3 separate regions of the Sus scrofa genome follow, and regions 2 and 3 are each linked to region 1. Evidence: chromatin contacts called from public HiChIP or PLAC-seq and promoter capture Hi-C data. All regions are on one chromosome and are shown on one strand. Each heading gives the region's core, a stretch centred on a gene start, on an enhancer-like site or on the middle of the called end of the contact. The rest is flanking DNA. Distances are from core to core; before and after follow the strand shown. Region 1 holds the start of LOC110259856 (cytochrome P450 3A29-like). Region 2 holds the start of PDAP1 (28 kDa heat- and acid-stable phosphoprotein). Region 3 holds the start of ATP5J2 (ATP synthase, H+ transporting, mitochondrial Fo complex subunit F2).

Region 1 (4,699 bases), core at 1,580-4,079:
CCTGCACACACCTTCATTTCCTAGTTAAACATCCTTTTTACGTACCTCATGAGCCCTCTCTAGAATTCTAGAAGAATTAGAAAGTTAAACCATCAGTGACCAGCGACGTCTTAGTCTAGCAGATTTAAGTAAGGCTAAGGCATGTGTGTTGAGTGAGAAAGTGAGCGAGTGAATAAGTGGCAAAGTGGACTTGATTTTGAGTTTTCCAGCTCAACACGGAAAAGATGGGGAGATGCCACAGCTCCACAAAGGATAGCGAGGATTAAAGCACTTGCTCTGAGTTTTCACTCCTGAAACTTAAGAAGAATTTTCTTGTCACTAGGTTTCTGCTGTGATTTTTTTCTTTTTCCCTTTTACAGTTGCACCTGCAGCATACGGAAGTTCCTGGACTAGGGGTCAAAATCTGAGCTGCAGCCACAGCTTACACCATAGCCATGGCAACTCAGGTACCAAGCGGCATCTGTGACCTATGTTGCAGCTTGTAGTAATGCCAGATGCTTAACCCACTAAACGAGGCCAGGGATCGAACCCCCATCCTCACAGAGACAACAATGTCAGCTCTTTCACCTGCTTAGCCACATGGGAACTCCTCTGCTGTGATATTCGATGGTTTAACTATGAAAATGAAGGTCCCAGAACTGCAGGTCTTGGGGTACATCTACTAAAGAGTTCATTTGGAAAGCAGGGGTGACAAGGAAAATATTGCTTCTGAGGGAAAGAAGTTCAGGAAGTTCTCAGGCAGTAATGAGACAAGGAGAGCCTCGGTTGGGAGAATCAGGATATGAAGTATGAACTCTTATGCTTATGGCTATAGTTTATGCTACCAACAGGAACGTTTGACTCTAGTGCACACAACTTAATGAAACCAGGCACCCATGTAATGCTCTTCTTCTAAAGGCGATTGTCCCTGCCTGGGAACCTGCATCTGGGAGAAAGAAAATCCTGTTCACAAAAATCACAAGTTGGAACTTCAAGTCCTGTGCTGAATCAGCCAGAGAGCTGAGCTGTCTGAGGGAAAAGCTGAGGTTCCTAACAGCTGACAATGCATCTGTGGGGTAAATGTGGCCATGTGCTGCGCAAGGGCCATGGTGCCCTTTCTGGAAAGTGTGAAACCTCAGAACTTCCTCTTCCTGAGGAGAGGAACTTTTACTGAGGAACTTGGCTGGAATTGGCAACTGTAAGAAGCAAAGAGGGAGCTCAAATAACACATACCTTACGGTAGGCCAGAATATTTCCAAAATAAGGCACAGGTGTCGGCCCAGGAATCCCCAGCTTCTTAAAAAATCCATGTGAATAAGTCCCATATCTACAAAATCAAAGAGAAAACCAGGTCACAGGGACTGAGGAACAGGTGCTGGGGCTGGCTAGTCAGTGACTCAGACCTGCAATCATCAACCTCAGAGGTAACATGTAGGCAATAAGCAATTAGTAACTCAAAAAGGAATAATTACATTCACTCTTCATCTCATTTCCCACCACTATGAGATCCATCAAAGGTAATAATGATTAGCTAAAAGCAGCTGAAGTCTAAAAGGTCCCAATCCTAGAACAAATATTTCATATATGTTTCCAGTTTGAGTGCTCCTGAGTTCAGGCTGGTGTTCTTCCAGAAAACTAATGTTAAGAGTTACTTGATTCTGCCATAATTTGGAGATTCTCATTCTAGGTAGAAATGAGAAAAAAAATTCTGTACCACTGAAAGCTCTAGCAACTTTTTCTCAGTTAACTTTGATCTTCAAAACAGACAGAGATAGTGAGACAGTGAGACACCAATATCACTTGCTATCACTCATATGTGGAATCTAAAAAAAAAAAAAAAAAAAAAAAAAGGATGCAAGAACTTCTTTGCAGAACAGATACTGACTCACAGACTTTGAAAAACTTATGGTTTCCAAAGGAGACAGGTTGGGGGTGGGGGGATGGCTGGGGGTTTGGGATGGATATCCTATAAAATTGGGCGGTGATGATCATTGTACAACTATAAATGTAATAAAATCCATTGAATAATTAAAAAAAAAACAGGGAAAGGAGGACCTATTTAGCACCCCAAGCCCAAGGCTATGGAGGAGACAGGTCTGGACAGTTACTCACAGATAGAGGAGCACCAGGCTGGTAACCAGGAGAAGCCAAGTTTCCACAGAAAAACTTGGAATCAGGTCCATGGCCACCGTCCTCTGGGGTTCCCTCCTCTGAGTGTCCCTTCAGCTGTGTGTGCTGCTCTGAGAGTGTGGAGGTCCCCTTGCTGCCCACTAGAGAGTCATTGGGGCTGGAGGTTTAAGTGCTGGGAAAGGAGGTGGGGCTGGAGCTGCAGCCAATGGAAGAGCCCCCTGTGTTCCACCTGCAGGAGCCCCTCCTGCCTTGAGCGCTGGCAAAACATCATGGACACTCCAGTTAGTCCTCCCTTGAGTTCATATTCTATGGGAATTCAATAACAACTCAGTCAGGGTTATCAGTAATCCCAAGCATTACAGAAACTCACATAAAACCACAGGCTATTAATCTCCTCTAAAATGCACTTGTCTCCATACCTGCCCACATGTTAAAATACTTGAAATTCTTTTGACAATCTAGATCGACAGATCTTTACCCATGCAGTTTCCTCTGCCTAGAAATTCCCTTGTTTTCTCTCTACATCCACTGCTCATCCTTTAAATCCCAGCTCAGACATAACCCCCTGTCTTAGAAATTTCCTAACCAACCTCCTCAACCAGATAGAAGCATTTCCTTTGCTGGGGTCTTCTGTCCCCTGCACACAAATCTATTGCCTCCAGCACCATTGCTGGTTTCCTCACCACTCTGTCCCCTCACCAGATGGAGAGTTTGGGCACAGTCTGGGTATCAGTTGCAGTTATAGCCCTGGTACCCAGCACGGTGCTTTCTACAGAGTGGGAATCAGAAAGGTTGGTGGAATTGTGTTGCTGGAAGTAAGACCACCAGGTCACCGCATGACTTTTTCAAGTGACTCATTGGTGACCACACCATCTTCCTGGATTGTTAGTACACCAGGAGTCCCGGCTGGGCCTCAGCCATCATCACTGCACATCCATGAGGATCCATCAGGATTCTGTTGACAAGAGGGCTCCAGAAGGAGAGGCAGAACATGGGGGAGATGGTGATGGTTGCATCAAGGGGTATCAATTCAGGACAATTGCTGTCCTGCCCTCAGAGTGTCCTGCCATAGACAGCAAGTTAGAAAGATTCTAGAGCAAAGAATGGCCCCTCTCTCTGGAAAGGCTGCAAGTCCAAGATCAATGGGTGTAAAGAGAGTGAAGAAAGGAAAGCAGCCTGGTGGCCAAGTGGACCCCAAACTCCTTATCTACCAGTGATGTGATACTTACCAGAGCAGATGGCTCCCTGCTTTTTTGATAAGTAGGGGATTTTTAATGGGTTTGAGAACTGGTAAGGAGAAGGCCTATAGCAGAAGTTGGTATCATCTGTGAGCCCCACCCCATTCCTGAAGAAACCTGAAAATTGAGGCTCTGGAAATTACATGACCTCATTGTCATGACTCTGATCCATGTCCTGTGTCTCCTTGGCCTGAGAAACCATGAATTATGTGAAAAAAATCACAAAGATTCTTAAACTCAATGGAAACACATGACATTTAAGCTGTGTGTGTGTGCTTCCTTCTTGCTTCATCCTTTCTCACTTCAGACCTTCTGCAGAAAGAGAGACCTCCATCCCTCTAGTCTGTTAGTCCCTTGGACTTCTGAACAATAGCCTGAATGAGTGGGTGTCTCATTGATAAATTGCAGTGAGTCCCAGCTATGTCATCTGCTTTCTTTATTTCCTTGGGAGCTTATCTCACAGCATGAAATTTCTACCATCATAGTTAGTCATCTTTGCGTTCATACTTTCTCCAGGAAGCACCTGCTAAGTGAAATGCATGAACACATCTATTCATCCGTTCATTGACTCAAGGCCAAGTGGGTGAATGTCAGGTTGTCTAAAAGCCCATGTTTTCACATACGGGCTTGTCACATGCTTTCAAAGCTCTATATGCTTAGGACACAAAAATGACCAAGACTTAGACATTATTCAGGTTGAAGTTAGGGACACAAACAGGTAGTTTTAGAACAGCCAATGTGAAGTAGTGACACAGGTATGAGAACACAGTGTCTCATCAACGTAAATGGCCTATCTTCTTTCTTAGTTCTTGGCAATCAGTCAAAGGTGAAAATCAAATAACACTCAGGGAAGCATTAGGCTCAGACATCAGTACAGGTAAACAGGTTGTCAGAGACTCAATGATGCAAGAAGCACAATAAGCCTGCTATTCCTTTCCCGTTATGCTGTTAGCCAAGTGACTCCTCTTCCGGGAAGGCTGTCCTGACTTCCACTTCCACTGGCTCAAAGAATTGATCACCGTATAAGGAAGCAACATTAGTCTGGAGTGATTTATATGTTAGATTCAAATTTCATAGGTCACAATCTGTGTGAAAACAGTGTGAGCAAGATTGTGTGTTTATAACTCTGCTCCCATGCCTTCATTGTTTTTAAAATTAACGTGTATTTGATTTACAATGTTGTGTCACTTTCTGCTATACAGCAAAGTGACTCGGTCATACGTGCATTTTATACACACACACACATTCTTTTTTAGTATTCTTTTCCATCACGGTCTATCCCAGGAGATTGGACATAGTTCCCTGAGCTATAGAGTAGGACCTGTTGCTGTTTATCCATTCTAAATGTAATA
Region 2 (4,699 bases), core at 1,352-3,851, 430 kb after region 1:
TCCTGTGAATTAATAAGCAAACAAAATAGCATCAAGAGGCCACAGTGGTGCAGCCTGTCTCTTCCCATTTATACCTGGGTTTATGCCTGGCCCCACAGGCATCAAAGCCTGTGGCCCTTGGACAGAGCCCATCCAGACAGGAACTCCCCCACTTACCTTCTCTCATCTTTTGATCTAATTCATCCAGTGTTGGCTCAATCAACTCCCAGCCATCTGGGGGAGCTTTCCGGCTTCTTTTGACTTTAGGCATTTTTTCTCCAGAAGATAATTTGCAAAGATCTATGGGGGGAAAATATTAAATGTATTGGTTTCTGAGCCTCAGATCCCCAAGGGACTTCACAAGCCACAACTTTGGTGCACATTCATGTTCCTAAATCTGTTTTCTCATGTGCAAATAGGGGATAACAGAATCTAATTTATAGGGCTTTTGTGAAGACATAATTATAGGTACTATGCCTGGCATTTAATGTGTGCTTCAGACGTTTTGACTGTTAGCATTAACTGATATCAACTATGAACAGCTCTCTGTACTGGGAAACACGGAACAAAAAATAAGATGCACACTCTGTCCCTGAGAAGGTGATAGTCTAGCAAGGACATAAAAAGTGAAAAAGGAGCAGTTCCCTGGTGGTGTCACTGCTGTGGCACAGGTCGCTGCTGTGCTGTGGGTTCAATCCCTAGCCTGGGAACTTACACAGGAAACCTCTATCCCTGGCCAAAAAAAGTTAAAAGGGGAATTACAACACAGTGTGAGGAAGACTATGATTGAGAGAGTAAGGAACGTAAGTGTTTAAAAAGGAAAAAGTGAGGAGTTCCCGTCGTGGTGCAGTGGTTAACGAATCCGACTAGGAACCAGGAGGTTTCCAGTTCGATCCCTGCCCTTGCTCAGTGGGTTAACGATCTGGCGTTGCCGTGAGCTGTGGTGTAGGTTGCAGATGCGGCTCAGATCCCACGTTGCTGTGGCTCTGGCATAGGCTGGCAGCTACAGCTCCGATTCGACCCCTAGCCTGGGAATCTCCAAATGCTGCGGGAGTGGCCCAAGAAACGGCAAAAAGACAAAAAATTAAAAAAAAAAAAAAAAAAAAGGAAAAAGTGTAAAACCAAAGTTACCTTAGGGTCTCTTTCCCAAGATCTCTGGCCTCTTCAGTTACAGGCTTAGGTTCTTGACCAGCTGTGACTTTGGGGTAGGTTACATTCCCTTTCTGGCACTTCCTCTTGTCTGTAAAACGAGGGAGGTGTATCATCGGGATTGCCAAGGTCTCTTTTGAACCCAACAAGCATACTACAGAAAGGCAAGTCATGTAAAGCCCATACAATGGACCACTCCAAATCTTACATAGGAAATCATTATCAAACCACATAGCATCTCTTGGCTGGCAAAGAAAACTCAGGTTAGTTATCTTTTATTTTTAAGCATACCAGACTCCCCTCTCCCAAATTCGTTCAGTTACTTGTAGGCCTGACAAGTTCACAAAGCCCCGCCCCCCGTCCTTTCAAGAATTCTCAGAAACAACCTTACAGATGAGGACCGATTAACAAGAGGAAAACTCAGGATCGCACAGGCCTGAGAACTAGCAGAGTCTGACTCTGTCAGGGGCTCCTGACTCTCAGATCAGAGGTCTCTGTACTGGTCTCCCCGCTCGGAAGCTAGAGATGGATGGAATCTGGTCCGTGTCCCAACGCGCACCGGCTGGGAGGACAAACACAGAGGAATGACCGCTTTGCTGTGACCCAGGAGATTTGAGGGCCTGGTCCAGCCTGGGAGTCAGAGGAGGCCTCCCAGGGGAGGCAACAAATAAGAGGTAACTAGAGCAAGAAGCAGCAGGTGTGGGGCGGTAAAGAGGTGGTAGCGCTCGGGAGAGGCGACGAGCGGAAAGGCGTTCAGAGGAAGGGAGGAAGACCTTACAGCCCGGGTAGTTAAGAAAGGCTCAGAAAGACGACAGCTTCTGAATCGGGCTTACAAAAATAAGCAATATTTAAAAAAAAACGTTCTCGGCGGAAAGCATGGGGAAAAAAAGGGAAAAAAGCCTAAAAGAGAACCCCCAAACCTCCCATCCTTCCGGCCAAACCAGCAAGGAGCCGCCTCTTCTCGGGAACTCACGTCGACCGCTTGGTCCAGAGGCCCGAACCCATCCCAGTTCAGCTGTTTAGATCGCTCTCTGGGCCAACGCAGACCTCCGATCCCCGGCCCCAGCCGCTACCAAGACACCCGAGAACAGAGTAAAAACACACACCAAAACCTCCGTCGCCGTCGGCTACCCCTTCTTTAACCAACGCCTCGGCTTCCCAGGCGATCACTTCAGGATGAGGTCCTCGCAGAGCCCCGCCCCAACAGGCGTGGAGATTGCGCTGTTTTCTTAGGTGTCCGCATCTCTGCCTGTATAGAATTCCAGAGCCGCTCTTTCCTTTTGCCCTCGCTTCCCGGGGGTGACTGGCAGGCTCACGCGCCTCCCCTGGCCGGGGGTAGAGGGACTACGAGCTCTGTTGCCCGGCAGCGGGCGGGCGAGCCCCGGCTCAGGCGGCGCGTGGGACAGTCTGGCCTCCCTGAGGTCCCCGGTCCTCGCGGCGGCGGCGGGGCGTGAAGGGAGGGCGGGGTGGGGGGGGGAACTGGCCGGGCGGAAGAAGTCGAGCCCGAGGCATTTCCGGTTCCGGTGTCAGTTCGAGGCGCCGCCGCCGCAGCCGCCGGAGCCGAGATGCCTAAAGGAGGTGAGGGGCGGGCGCGCGTGGCCGGAGGGCCTAGTGGAGCTGCCCGAGTCAGGCTCCCGCTGTCCACTCAGCCCGCGGGCCTCTCGGCCAGCGGCGCAGAGAGAGGACGTCCGCGCCGACTGAGGGCCAGGCCTGGGCCTCGACGCCCAATTGTCCCACTGGGGAAACTGAGGACTGTGGGGGCCTCGAGCCACTCCCTCGGGGGTCCGAGGGAACTTGGAGGCTCTGGGTCCTCGCCGACGCGGAAGGCCGATCTAGAGCGCTCTTCTGGCCTGGGGGGTCTGGAGGTCCTCCCGCTTTCAGGCTCGCCGGAGACTGAGTCACCGCGTCCCGCGCCGGTGCCGGGCCCGCCTGCCTCGCGCATAAAACGTGGGCTCCGGGCTAGCCAGGCCTGCCTACTGCGACCTAACTTGATGTTCTTAAGCCTGCGAGACCTAGTTTTGACTGCTCTGTTCGGCAGCGGCTCGATGTGTGCCTTAGAGCCAGTTGGTTAACCTAACCGTGTCTTAGTATTGTCCCTTGGAGGTAGTGGTTAGGAGTGTACCTACCTCATAATACTGATGGGAGACTTAAACTAGGTTAGGTAACCCACGTGGAGGGTGCAGTACGGTGCAGGACAGTCTTTAAGTGCCCCGTTAGCATTAACTATTGTTATTTGTAAGACTTTGCCAGTTCTTCGGCCAAGAAGGTAAAGCATCCCTGGCTTCCCAGTCCATTGTAGACGGTCCTCCATCCTCTTCCCCGTAAGAGTCAACAGCTCTTGACTTGAAGCCCAGCTGTGTTACTATCTAATCTTGTGGCCTTGAACAAGTTATTTAACTTTTTCCAGCCTGTTTTCCCCATCTGGAACACCTGTCTAATAATTCTTAGCTTGGAGAATTGGGGCCGGGGTCATAAAACTATAGAGCACGCATGGTGCCTGGCCACCTTCTGCATGGAACAGATGTTCAGTTAATATTGGTCGCTTGTGTGTCATGTTGATTAAGATGCATCAGCCCACAGGAAGATCTGCTTGGAGTCTTTTCAAACCTAAATGATTTCCTGATTCTCTACTCCCAGAGATAATTGGGGTTTACAGTGCTGAATCCCTTTAAACCTAGCTCTCTACTGGTTTATTCCATGGTAGGAAAAAGCCATGTCTCTTGTGTTCCTCAGTCTCCTGCAAAAGGAGGGTACTCCATGAGCTCTTCCAGCTCCAGAGTTCTGGTTTTAAGAGTCTTACTAGATAGATAATTTGCGTTAAGGTGGGGCGGTCACAGTTAGGAAACCCTAAATATGGGAGTTCCCAACCTGGCTCAGTGGTTAACGAATCTGACTGGGAACCATGAGGTTGCGGGTTCGACCCTTGGCTTTGCTCAGTGGGTTAAGGATCCGGCGTTGCCATGAGCTGTGGTGTAGGTTGCAGACTCGGCTCGGATCCCACCTTGCTGTGGCTGTGGTGTAGGCCGGCAGGTACAGCTCTGATTAGACCCCTAGCCTGGGAACCTCCATATGCCGAGGGAAGCGGCCCTAGAAAAGACAAAAAAAAAAAGTAAATCCTAAATACGGATTCTTGTTTAAATAACTTGGCCTTTGGGCTTGTGAAAGCTTTATGGGCGAAGTTTACATTTCTTGCTTGTGGTAATTTGCTTGAAAACCAAAAGAAAGCTCGAAGATGTTCAAAAAAAAAAAAAAAAGTATAAAATTCTCCCAGGGCAAAGAACCAGTTCTTGTTGCTGATAAGTAACTGTGAAGCATTCTTAAAGGCACGGAGAGCTTCTGATTAACAGGTGCCGTAGACCAAGCTAAGAGCATTCCATAGCTAAGCAGGTGGGATGAGAGCCTGTAGTAAATTTCTAGTTGTTTATATTACTTAGAATATTAAGAGGGCAAGACAAGATGGGTTTTTTGATGGCAAGCTTGATTTCTCACAATAGGACTTTTATTTTTTATTTTATTTTATTTTTTCACTGCCCTGGGGCATATGGAGTTCCCAGGCCAGGGATCAGATGAA
Region 3 (4,699 bases), core at 573-3,072, 390 kb after region 1:
CTCACACCCCTTGGGCTCCCTTTCTCAAGGATCTATATTTTATTGTAAAATTTACCTCTCCCTCACTAAGGAGTTCATACTCATCTGTCTACTCAGCTGTCTGGAATGCAGAGACCATGTTTGAATGATTTCTATGCCTGTAGTGCCCAGTACATAGCAATGTGCATTTGGTGAATGAATAAGTGACTGACAAAAAGAAATGAGTTTGGGGAGTTCCCTTGTGGTGCAGCAGGTTAAGGTTCAGGCCTGGTCACTGCAGCGGATTGGGTCACTGCCGTGGGGTGGGTTCTTCCCAAGAACTTCCATATGCTGTAGGTACAGCCGACAAAAATGAATTTGAGGAGTTCCCGTCGTGGCGCAGTGGTTAACGAATCCGACTAGGAACCATGAGGTTGCGGGTTCCATCCCTGGCCTTGCTCAGTGGGTTAATGATCCGGCGTTGCCGTGAGCTGTGGTGGAGGTTGCAGACGCGGCTCGGATCCTGCGTTGCTGTGGCTCTGGCGTAGGCCGGTGGCTACAGCTCCGATTCAACCCCTAGCCTGGGAACCTCCATATGCCGCGGGAGCGGCCCAAGAAATAGCAACAACAACAACAACAAAAAAGACAAAAAAAAAAAATGAATTTGATAATTAAGTCCCCCAAGTCACTTTCGTGAGGAAGGCATCAGTTCACTGGTCCAATTCCTACTATCCACTCAGCTCTTAATCCTTTATTTTGACACACCTTGTTTCATTTGTTTCCTACAACAAGGATGCCAGGCAAGTGTTACATGCCTATTTTACAGAGAAGAAAACTGAGATTCAAGAGATCAAAGCATCTCACCCAAGTCAGAATTGCTTAACCAGGAGTAGTTATTGTGGCCTTTGCATCACTGTGCTGGAAAAGAAGTGGCAGAAAGGACTGGAGCTGTGGACACCTTCTGTCCTTAGCATTCCCAGAGCCTGGACATGGACAGGTACTCTTTACCCCAGAGCTTTTAACCCACTGCACCAATCAAACAGTGGGGATCAAACTTGAACTAGAACCTCCATAGCGACCCCAGCCACTGCCGAAGGATTTCCTCTCTCTCTCTCTCTCTTCTCCACCTCCCCCTTCCCCCTTTTTAGGGCTGCACATTGCGGCATGTGGAAGTTCTCAGGCTAGGGGTTCAATTGGAGCTGCAGCTGCCAGCTTATGCCCCAGCCACAGGAATGCCAGATCTGAGCCACATCTGCGACCTACACTACAGCTTGCAGTAGCCATGGATTCCCAACCCACCGAGCAAGGCCAGGGGTCAAACGCGAATCCTTGTGGATAGGATGAGGGTTCTTAACCAGCTGAGCCACAGTGGGAACTCCCTGCAGTGGGATTCTTAAACCACTAAACCACAGAGGGAACGCCTGCAGGTACTCTTGAATCAAACCCATTTAGAGCCTAACTCTGGACACCGGCTTTTCCTGGTGACTGGGGATCCCCTGAGAGTCAGAGTTTAAGTCCCATCAAACACAGCTGAGAGGAAGGGTCCTAAGGCGCCCTCGTCATGTTTCACAACAAATTTAAGGTGATAGAGAGTTAGGATGCTCTTTCCTCACTTTCCTCTCTGGGGGTCCTACCAGCCTCCTTCCTCCTAACTACCATCCCCACCTCCTCACCCCGCCGGTCCCTAAAAGCTGGACCCAGGTCTTTGCCCTCCAGGGACTTAGCCCTTTTTCCCAGGGCGGACTTGCAACCCCAGCTTCGTCCCAGTCGCGACCTGCCTCCCGTGAGCCTCTGCTCCGGGGCCCCAGGGCGCATGCTCCTTACCCAGCAGCCCTAGCGCGACACGGCCAAGCGGACAGCCAGGACTCCAAGATGGCGTCAGTTGGTGAGTCTCCGGTTCTGGCTCTGGTTAGGGCCCTCAGGTTGAAGGCAGGAGTCGGGGTCTAGGGTTCAGTGCTCAGAGCCGCACCGGGAGGGGAAGGACCGAGTGCCGGAGCGGCCTGCCTTTCCCTCAGAGCCTTCTCCGCGCCCTCACTGGAGGCGCACGAGAGCTTTGCCCAGGTCCTGCGCCGCCCGACCCTTCGCTGCTCGCCCCGCCGCGCCTCCGGCCTGCCCAGGGACCGCGCCACTCGGCTGCGGCAGGGAAAGTGACGGCAGCCCAGAGACGCGCTTTGGGGCTTGGGAATGCGCGGCTTAGAGCCACCCTCCCTCACCCCGCTGAGGAATAGCGGCGCTCATCTCCGCTTTGCACCTGAGCTCAACCCCTGGCGCTTTGTAGCTGAGCTCTCGGCGCAAAGCTGAAGTTCAGCTTCTAGGAGGAGCTGTTACCTAGGGCGGTGGGCACCTGGCACCACGTAAGGCTCAACGCGTGTATTTGTTGAGTAGGCTTAGCGAGGTGAGGTGACCTATTCAAGGTCACAACTAGTGAGTGAGTGGGCTGAGCTGGGATTCCAACCTAGGCTTCTGCGTCTCCGTGGTAAACTGAGCTTTAATCACAAGAATGACTTTATGGCCAGCAGGCTTTTCGGTGATCTGCGTGTGTAAATCTACACTCGTCAGACTGTCCACATTGATTTTTAAAAAAATATGGAAACCACCATGTTTTAGCCCCGGATCCTGATGGTAGCCTTGTCAGGAAGTCGTTGCCAGGAACGTTGATCCCATTTTAAGGATGGGGGAAATAACAGTCAGAAATGTGTGGCTTGCCTGCGGTCACACCGCATGATAGTGAGAGTTTTGTCTAATCCTGTATCTTATCCCAGGTTTCTATATCTTAATCAGCCTGGAGAAATGAAAAGGGGATCAAAAAGGAAGAGGGGAGTTCCCATCGTGGCTCAGCGGTAGCAAACCCGACTAGTATCCATGAGGACTCGGGTTCAGTCCCTGGCCTTGCTCTGGATTAATGATCCACGGTCACCTTGAGCTGTGGTGTAGGTTGCAGACAGTGGCTTGGATCTGTCGTTGCTGTGGCTGTGGTATGGACTGGCAGCTACAGCTCTGATTAGACCCCTAGTCTGGGAACTTACATATGCCACGGGTGTGGCCTTAAGAAGACAAAAAAAAAAGAAGATGCTACTTATTTCCCATTTGTAAAAATGGGCATGAGAACATTTATCCAGGGTAGCCGTGTTGTTTAAACAGGACATGTGAAAAGGAAGCCTCGAGGCCTGGCATCTGATTTAAGCAGAGGATCGCAGTGGAGAGCACTGTGAACCAAAGGTTAAACAGTGTGTGTGAGGTGCTTGCAGCACTGCTTGGTCCACAGTTGGGTGCTAGTCATCTAGCTGTCCCTCTGTGACTTTTGGGCATCACCCAGGTGAAGGAATTGGTGTCCAGATACTGATGGTGTTTATTTTATTTATTTTCCTTTTTTGGGCTGCACTTGTGGCATATGGAAGTTCCCTGGCTAGGGCTCAAATTAGAGGTATAGCTGCAGCAGGCCTTTGCCACAGCCTCAGCGGCAACAACAGATCGAGCCGAATCAGCATGTCAGTGCTGGATCCTTAGCCCACCAAGGGAGGCCAGGGATCAAACGTGCGTCCTCACGGAGGCTATGTCAGGTTCTTAACCTGCTGAGCCACAATGGGAACTCCTGGTGATCTTTTAGATGGAGTCTTTTGTCAGAATATAAAGCCAGTAGTTCATTAGCAAATAAATAACAGTAACAGAGGAGGTTGAGATCAGCAAAGTATTGCCAATGGGCTGGATTTACTGTGCCCTGTTTTTGTATGGCCTGTGAACTAAAGAATTTTATTTTATTTTTTTGTTTTTCTAGGGCTGAATCTATGGCATATGGAGGTTCCCAGGCTAGGATCGAATTGGAGCTCTAGCCGCTGGCCTTTGCCACAGCCACAGCAACACCATATCAGGGCCTTGAGCTCATCTGGGACCTACACCACAGCTCACAGCAATGCCAGATCATTAACCCACCTGAGCAAGGCAAGGGATTGGATTTGCACCCTCATGGATAGTAGTTAGATTTGTTTCCGCTGAGGCACGACGGGAACTCCTCTTATATTTTTTAAAAAATTTGTTTAAGGAGTTCCCATTGTGGTTTAGTAGGTGAAGGACTCGACCTTGTTTCTGGAGAATGCAGTTCTGATCCCTGGCCTTGCTCATTGGGTTAAGGATCTGGCGTTGTGCTCACTGTGGCATAGGTTGTAGTTGCAGCTTGGATTTGATATTGCTGTAGCTGTGGTGTAGGCTGGCAGCTGCAGCTCCCATTCAACCCCTGGCCCAGAAACTTATATATGCTGCAGGTACGGCCCTAAAAAGAAAAAAGAAATTTGTTTAAGGAGTTCTCTTGTGGTGCAGCAGGTTGAGAATCTGGCATTGTCACTGCAGCAGTCCTGGTTGCTGCTGTGGCATGGGTTCAGTCCCTTATCTGGGAAGTTCTGCATGCTGTGGGTACAGCCAAAAAAAATTGTTTAAAAAGAAAAAAAAAGACTATGTTACAGAGACTTTGTGTGGCCTGCAAAACCTAAAACTCTTTATTCTCTGGCCAGCCCCAGGGTTGGATTTAGCACCCAGAAGACACTTGGCATTTCCATGCCTCTCCATATAGGTGCAGAGTTTGCTTCTTGAAGTCATAAAAATCAAGCCAAGTAGTCACCTGTCTTCCCAAGAACCTGTGGTCCTTTCTCAGCCTTCGTTGAAATTCTGTCATGACCAGGAACTGTATATGGCTAACTCTTGCCTTCACATAGTGAGCTCACGTAGTACCCAGAGATAAGTACCCTGG

What was found. Promoter capture Hi-C pulls out the DNA fragments that hold promoters and counts their contacts. HiChIP or PLAC-seq counts read pairs in DNA pulled down with a chosen protein or histone mark.
Region 2: a contact with region 1 is called in an H3K27ac HiChIP or PLAC-seq map of alveolar macrophages. The contact joins the promoter of PDAP1 here to the promoter of LOC110259856 in region 1. A contact is called at or near these places in 1 of 5 promoter capture datasets (liver), 3 of 47 Hi-C or Micro-C datasets (embryonic fibroblasts, retroperitoneal adipose tissue and subcutaneous adipose tissue) and 1 of 2 datasets of contacts at active chromatin or transcription factors (alveolar macrophages).
Region 3: a contact with region 1 is called in a promoter capture Hi-C map of liver, with 4 times the contacts expected there. The contact joins the promoter of ATP5J2 here to the promoter of LOC110259856 in region 1. A contact is called at or near these places in 1 of 5 promoter capture datasets (liver) and 1 of 2 datasets of contacts at active chromatin or transcription factors (alveolar macrophages).

Annotation. Positions count from the first base shown.
Region 1 is chr3:6,787,858-6,792,556 of Sscrofa11.1, reverse strand. It overlaps LOC110259856 (cytochrome P450 3A29-like), which reads right to left and starts at 2,829. Exons shown (of 13, transcript XM_021086162.1): 1 at 2,092-2,829; 2 at 1,213-1,306. The coding sequence starts at 2,162.
Region 2 is chr3:6,353,115-6,357,813 of Sscrofa11.1, reverse strand. It overlaps PDAP1 (28 kDa heat- and acid-stable phosphoprotein), which reads left to right and starts at 2,601. Exons shown (of 6, transcript XM_005661875.3): 1 at 2,601-2,706. The coding sequence starts at 2,694. BUD31 (protein BUD31 homolog) reads right to left here and starts at 2,565. Exons shown (of 6, transcript XM_003124311.4): 1 at 2,235-2,565; 2 at 1,111-1,219; 3 at 157-279. The coding sequence starts at 250.
Region 3 is chr3:6,393,974-6,398,672 of Sscrofa11.1, reverse strand. ATP5J2 (ATP synthase, H+ transporting, mitochondrial Fo complex subunit F2) reads left to right here and starts at 1,822. Exons shown (of 4, transcript NM_001097464.1): 1 at 1,822-1,843. The coding sequence starts at 1,831.